2 separate regions of the Sus scrofa genome follow, and region 2 is linked to region 1. The links are chromatin contacts, called in public Hi-C maps. All regions are on one chromosome and are shown on one strand. Each heading gives the region's core, a stretch centred on a gene start, on an enhancer-like site or on the middle of the called end of the contact. The rest is flanking DNA. Distances are from core to core; before and after follow the strand shown.

Evidence for each region. A called contact is a pair of places that touch in the nucleus more often than the background predicts.
Region 2: a contact with region 1 is called in a Hi-C map of embryonic fibroblasts, with 3 times the contacts expected there. The contact joins two enhancer-like sites. A contact is called at or near these places in 4 of 47 Hi-C or Micro-C datasets (embryonic fibroblasts, fetal heart ventricle, liver and 1 more) and 2 of 2 datasets of contacts at active chromatin or transcription factors (alveolar macrophages and skeletal muscle).

The regions. Positions count from the first base shown.
Region 1 is chr6:94,974,588-94,978,314 of Sscrofa11.1, forward strand. The region is part of intron 2 of MACF1 (microtubule-actin cross-linking factor 1); the gene reads left to right. Among named protein-coding and RNA genes, the nearest start is that of MACF1, 16 kb to the left of the region's middle. Within about 2 kb of position 1,859, at least 11 of the 83 cell types and tissues checked have an H3K27ac peak or open chromatin away from gene starts, as enhancers often do. A contact at or near this core is called in embryonic fibroblasts, where this site is marked.
Region 2 is chr6:95,257,188-95,260,549 of Sscrofa11.1, forward strand. MACF1 (microtubule-actin cross-linking factor 1) reads left to right here. Exons shown (of 96, transcript XM_021095983.1): 55 at 3,317-3,362. Among named protein-coding and RNA genes, the nearest start is that of KIAA0754, 11 kb to the left of the region's middle. Within about 2 kb of position 1,929, at least 2 of the 83 cell types and tissues checked have an H3K27ac peak or open chromatin away from gene starts, as enhancers often do. A contact at or near this core is called in embryonic fibroblasts, where this site is marked.

The DNA.
Region 1 (3,727 bases), core at 609-3,108:
AGGGAGCTCTGGCTGGGATTGGCTAAAGCTGGTGTCTGAAAAGATGGTGGGGCTGGGCCCGGAGGCAGGTCTTCTAAGCTTAGAACGGGAAGATTTTCTTCCAAGAGTTGGCCAAAGGATAGGGCTTGGGGCAGCCCCTTCAGTGTCTGGCTGTCTGACTCTGGCTACTATTTAGGGCACTGGAGACAGTCTACCCCTGCAAAGAGGAGCAGAGAACACACACACACACACACACACACACACACACATTCGCGTGCCCTACTAGCAAAGAGTGTATTTATAAAGCATCAGTTAACACATGTAAAATAATGCAGCATGAGCCAAGCTGAAGAAGTGCTTGAGTAAACCTTCTAGAAGTTGGAGGAGGAGCACTAGCAGGAGAAGTGATTTTGCACTTCCCTCTTTCCTTTCTGCGCATAAAACGCCCTTAGCTCTTAGCCACTGAGTGGACACTGGACTCTCAATCATCCTGAAGTGCAGATCTAGCCCACACCCCCATCCCCGTACATCTTCAATGAGGCATCATGCCTTCAGCATTTATTGAACACCTACTAGATGCAAAACATTGTGTTAGGCCCTATGATGAAGAAAGATGAATTAGATATCTCTGCCTCAAAGAGCTTATGAACCAAGCAGTTAAGGAGGCAGCGACACAGACCCACACAACACATGTGGTTCCCCCAGGGATGGGGGAAAGAAAATGTAGCTGGGATTTTGAGAAGAGCCTCTTCTACCTGGGTGATTAAAAATAATTTCTAGTCATTTCAGGTGAGCATTCAAGATGGGTAGGACTTTAGTAGGTGGAGTTGGGGGGTGGAGGACATTCTAGGCAAAGGCTCAGAGTTTGATTATAGGGGAAGATGCTGCATGTGAGGTTATAAAGGGAGATCAGTCTGTAAAGGAAAGTAGATGTCAAAATATGGAGGACTTTGAATGCCAGTCACAGAGAAGGGATGCTGTGAGGCCAGCCTACTCTCTTTTTCAATACGCTAGCCTTCTAGCTATTCATAAGCCAGAAACAGCTGAGTGAGTATTTTTGGATCATCTGGTTCAGTCATCTATGATTTAATCAAAATTTAAAAGAAATCTTTAGGAGTTCCCATCATGGCTCAGTGGTTAACAAATTCGACTTTCGGAACCATGAGGTTGCAGGTTCGATCCCTGGCCTTGCTCAGTGGGTTAAGGATCAGGCATTGCTGTGAGCTGTGGTGTAGGTCACAGACGAGGCTCGGATCTGGCGTTGCTGTGGCTCTGGCGTAGGCCGGCAGCTACGGCTCCGATTAGACCCCTAGCCTGGGAACCTCCATATGCCGCGGGAGCGGCCCAAGAAATGACAAAAAGACAAAACAAACAAACAAACAAACAAACAAAAACACCAAACAAAACAAAACAAAGAAATCTTTAATGAGTGCCCTGTATGTGCCAGGTCGTTTGCTAAGTGCTAAGGATCCCGTGGTGGACAAGACACACAACAGCCCCAGCCCTCAGGGATCTAGTGATTTAGTAAGCATGAAAGACAGTGAACCCATAGCTTCAATGGGATGGATATTTCCAAAGGGGAGGAGAGGGGCAGGAGTGCCTACTAATCTGGGGGATGAAGGCAGGCTTCTCTGTGGGAGTTTCAGCAGAGACCTGAGTAGGAGTGAGCCAGGCCAAAAGGGGAGAGCAGGGAAGGGTTCTGGCCCAGGAGGGAAGCAGGTGGGAAGGCCCTGAGGTGGGAGATGCTGAAAGAAGTTGAAAGTAGCTGGACCTTAGGGAGAGAGGCACCTGATGAGGCTTAAGTTGGGGAAGACACGAAGAGAAAATAGGGTTTTAGTTACTTGTACTACCCTTTCCCCCCACTAGATGCCCTTCCGAGTACATCTTGCCTCCTCCTGCTGCCCCGCTGCAGCCTCTTTAGAAATGCAACAGCAGTCTCACCATTGGAGCAAAGGAAAATCATAGACCAAAAGGAGAAAGTCTCAGAGCTGTCCCAATTGTGTGGTCTGGCTATAAATTTAGACTGTTGCTTGGAAAAAACCAAAAACCTCCCTTTCCTAGGCTTCCTTCTTTCCATCCCCCCAGCAGCCGCTTTGTTCCTCTATCCTTGTAAAATTTTCTCTGTATAAAACAGGAACATCAGCCAAACATGTGGCCTTCCCCGCTTTCATTCATTAGTAGACTGCATTACTTCAAAACCTCTTGGGAGCATTTAAATGCAAATCTTGTCCAGAAAGCTACTTGAGTCTGAGAAGACCTTTTAGCCACCACCCTACCAGAACTTTCTTCCTTGGTTACCATGTTTCTTTTCTTTCTTTCTTTCGTTTTTTTTTTTTAAGGGCCGCACCAGCAGCATATGGAAGTTCCCAGGCTAGGGGTCTAATCGGGCTACAGCTGCTGCCCTACGCCACAGCCACAGCAACGCAGGATCCAAGCGGGGTCTGTGACCTACATCGCAGCTCATGGCAATACCAGGTCCTTAACCCACTGAAGTGAGGCCAGGGATCAAACCTGCAACCTCATGGTTCCTAGTCAGATTGTTTCCCCTGCGCCACGATGGGAACTCCCACCATGTTTCTTAATAGACATCTCAACTCCTTGCCCCCCCCAACCTCCCCCTCCCAACAAAGACTGTTTCCCAGAGCATATTCTCATTCCCTCTGCCCTTGTTTTTCCTCACCTTTGGCAAAATTGTCACAACTCTTGAAGAACCTGCTCACAGGAGGGGATGGAGGGACTTTCCTATTTACCGTGGTGAAAATGAGGAGGCAGATGTCTGTTTGGGGGTGAGGGTGGAGGTGTATGTTTGTGTCTGGGCCGTCCTTGCCCTACTGGTATAAAATAATATAGGAAATGCAGATGACTCAGCACTGATACAGTCGAGATCCCTGGAGTTAGCATTTCTATATTCTCCGCTGTTTACAAAAAATGTGCTTATGTCATCAATCACTGACTCCTTCATCCTACATTTTCTACTAAAAGCCTTCTATTTATTTTAAAAAGAATAAACCTCAAGCTTCTTCTCTTCCTTTTTTTAAACTGTGCTCTTTAGAAGCTGAGTCCAAACTGTGAACTAGCTTTTTTTGAGCATATAGGATTAAACTGGAAGGAAACCAGCCATTTGTCCAAGGCTCCTCCCTATCTGTCCCCTTTCAGGCCATTCCCTATATGATCTCCAGGCCTAGAACTTGGGCAGGCCTGCAAAACTTGATGGAAAAAGATATGATTAATGACTTGCTCACCCGATTTCTGATCATGGTATGATGTGGAAACAACAGTTGTGCACCTATTAGTGAAAAGCATCATCTCTTGTTATTAATGTGCTTGCTGGGCATTGACCAAATCCTTGGCACTCCTCCTAGCACACAAAGATGCATGCAGGCCTTGCCCTGGGGGTGAGAAGCTCTCTTAAAAATCTCAAGAATGGGACTGAAATGGAAGCCCGAACCCCAATTTCCTCTGCTCAGTATCACATGAATTCTTTTTTTACTTGCTAAAGTGCTGTTATTATGAGGTCAGCCAGCCTTTTAACCTACAACTGCTTTTCCACCTGCAATCCCCCCCCCCAAATCAAGTCAATAGACTTGTCCTGGCTGGGTAGGATAATGGCTGGATGGGGGTAGATGTGGCAAAAAGATCACCTGCATTTACGGGAGTTCCTCAATCACTGCTCTTGGTTGGCCCCAGTGCCCTCCATGACTCTGGGACTGAAGGATACAGAACTGACTGGAGGAGCAGAGCACGTTGG
Region 2 (3,362 bases), core at 679-3,178, 280 kb after region 1:
GGAACGAAAAGTGCCTGAACTGAGAAGGCATCTTGAGACCAAAAAACGAGGCAAGCAGCTCCATATAATCAGTGGATCAGTTCATTATAGCATTATAGGGTAACTTACTCTCAGAGTGGGATGGGGATCAGGCAGACAATCCAGAAGCATTTGTAGCTGCATTCTGCACCACTGAGGGCCACCAGGACAGTTCTATAGTTTACCTGGGTGAAGGGATAGGTACTTGGAAATGGGACATGCATTCCTAAGTCAAGATTTATGAATGGGTAGCTGGTCTCATGGGCGCCAGGAATATACCTCAGCAAAGGTTTTCATCATTGTTTGGGGACTAACAGAGCATAGAGACTACCTGATCCTTATGATTATTAAACAATATCTATTAACTACAAAGCCCTTAATGACAGAGAAGTGATTTACTGTATTAGTACAGTCCTGGGTAGTGTCAGGGGAAGGACAAAAGGAACTGTAAGGGCACAAGATGGTGTCATTTATGCTTACAGCTATACAGTGGGTGCAGTAGTAACTTGTTTAGGAAAGAACAGATTTGCAGGGAAAGGAAATTAGGAGGTATACTGTTCAGTTTCGGAATGGTTAGATTCGAGATGCCTGTGACTTATTTGTTTGGCAATGTAAAGAAAGTAGCTAGGTATAGAGATTTGAAGTTTTAAAGTAGTAAGCATTTGCCATGGTAAATATTTAAAGCCATAGGAATGGATTGGATTCCTAGAAGAGAATGTAGCATAAGAAGGCATCCTAACCTACCCTTTTCTCTCTCCACAAAGACTAACATTTGGAGATCTAAGAAAGAGGAAGAGAGCAAAGGACATCAGAAACAGGATCAGCCAGGATAAAAACTGAGAATGTGGGATGACAAAGATAAAAGTGCTATAAGAAGTTTTGGGGGAAGTTTTCTGGTTTATGTCCCTGTTGCATCTTACAGCCTTGCAATAATTTTTACTAGTGTTCTGTTCTGGGAAATGTCTGCCAGCACTGGTTGGTTAATAACATGCATAGTCCCATCGAGATACTAAGGAGTAGGGATTTTAGTGTATCTGAAAGCACTGGTTTTGCAGAACAGCTTTATTTGGGAGTTGAGAGAAAGGAGCAAGTGTTTTCAAATTTACTTTCTGTTCGCTTGTGTTCAAAATAAATATCTAAGTAGTACTTAGTATTTGGAGGTGCTTTCAAATATTTTAAAATTCTGGGGGAAAATGGGACAAATACTCCTTCCCTGTCAACTTAATCTGCAGGGTGGATATGGGAAACAAAGGAATCTCTAATGCTTCTATGTGAAATGTTCATGAAGAGAGAAAATCCAAATTTTAAGAAAAAAAATAGCTGTTACATTTTTACTTTTCTGTGTCATTTACATTGATATCCAGTAGAGCTTCTTGCCAAAATGGAAATACCCTTTACCTGTGTTCCCCAAAACATTAGGCACTTGCCACCCATGGCTGTTGATTTCATGAAGTGTGGCTGGTGTGGTTGAGGAACTGAATTTCTCATTAATTTAAATAAACACATGTAGCTACTGGCTGCCATGTTGGACAATGCAGAAAAAAAATTAAATGTCAGTCATAGCATGAGATAGGATTTAATTTCTAGATTAAAGGGGGCTCTTTGGTGTGGACTTAACATCTGCCCTCTGTACCTTTGGCTTTCTGCTTTCTTGCCTTTCTAGCCCCTGCCCCACTGCCATCTTGTTGTACCCAGGCAGCTTAAACCATGGCAGTTGTTTTTCCTCCCTCTGATTTTTCTGCACTGGAAACGTCTTTAATACAAGATGGTATCATAGCCCTTGCTTTCTCTGGGAGCCATGTTGTTGGAGAAACAGTCATTTTTAGCTGAACTGCCTTGTAGTGTTGCCTAACAAAATATGGTGTAATCAAATTATAGTATAAAATGAAGCCCACTGGTAATTACCTTTATAACCTTCCCTTTTCCAGTGTTCCCTAGGGCCTTTCCTCCCTGGTGACTCACTTCTTCAGCCACAGACCATTCTTTCAGGAATCAGGTTTCCTAATCCTAGTGTGATCTGTGGTTTCACATAGGCCAAAATTAGTTTTACCCAAACTTATAATTTTCTTTCACATTTAGTTTTGCCCTCTTCCATTTTCTGTCATTCTTCAACTTTAATTGACTCACCTGTCTCACTGAAACTGAAGGAACTTTTTTGTGGAAGAAAAAAGGATGGAAATAGATCCAAACTAGTGGACTATGTCTGGTTTTATCTTCTGATAATTGAAAGAAATCTGATCTTAGGGACAAATATTTATTTCATTATTTTCTTTAAAATCATTAGAGTGACAAAATGTAATCTTCTCTTTTGATTCTGTTTCCTTTTAGAAATTTCTTAGTAATAATGGACCTTGACTGCAGTAAAAAGAAACATGCATATTGCTTGTTACACTTGTTTATGTTGTTTTAAAATTCCATTGTTTCATGGTGAACATGGAAATACAGTATCATTTTTTTTAATATTTTATGTATATCTACATCTTATTCAGAGTATGTATCTGAAGTTGTTAGGACATTCCCAGTATTACTGACCCATTTCCCTTTGTAATCAGAGGAATACTATTTCAAGATTATTGGCTGTGTGTGGTCTGTGGCCTTGGAATAGAATGGAGTTAAAATGGCCACGGGGGGATTAAGCTATGAGGCTGGTGTTCTTCACACCATTAATATGTTTTGGCTAATTGAGTTATTAGTCCTAGTGGCAGAAGAGCATTGCATGTATCAGTGGTCAGTTAAAGCTATTCCCAAGGGTATTTTTAATCTTAAGTACTAGTCATTTGGTGTCTCTCTCTTCCCTTTTAGGATTGATATGCATCACACTTACTTTCATGATGTCTTGAGGCTGATGCTTCTCTATTCTCTGTATGTGTTTGCATTAAAAATTAAGCAGATTAAAAAACAAGTAAGAACAAACCATGAGTCATTGGGTTAAATGCTTAAGTGGTCCCATAACTCTCTGAAATTACTTGTCTATAGAAGAATGTATTGAAATGTGAAACCACGTTTCCTCAAAACTTTCCTGTACAGATGGCTTGTTTTCGCTTGTTATTCCTGTCCCTCCTTTGTCAAATCATAGCTCTCCCAAGAGGAGTTCTTGCTGTGGTACAGTGGGTTAATGATCCCCCTTGTCTCTGTGGTGGTGCCGTTTCGATCCCTGGCCCAGAAACTTCCATATGCCGCAAGTGCGGCCAAAAAAGGGAAAAATAATAAATAAATCTCCCAAGAATAACCAGTCACAATGTGGCATAGAGGATCTCACTTCCTTTGATTAAATCTTCTCTGGCTTGCACTTATCTAGATGTTTCAGAAAGAACAGGTGGATCCTCTTCAGATGAAATTACAGC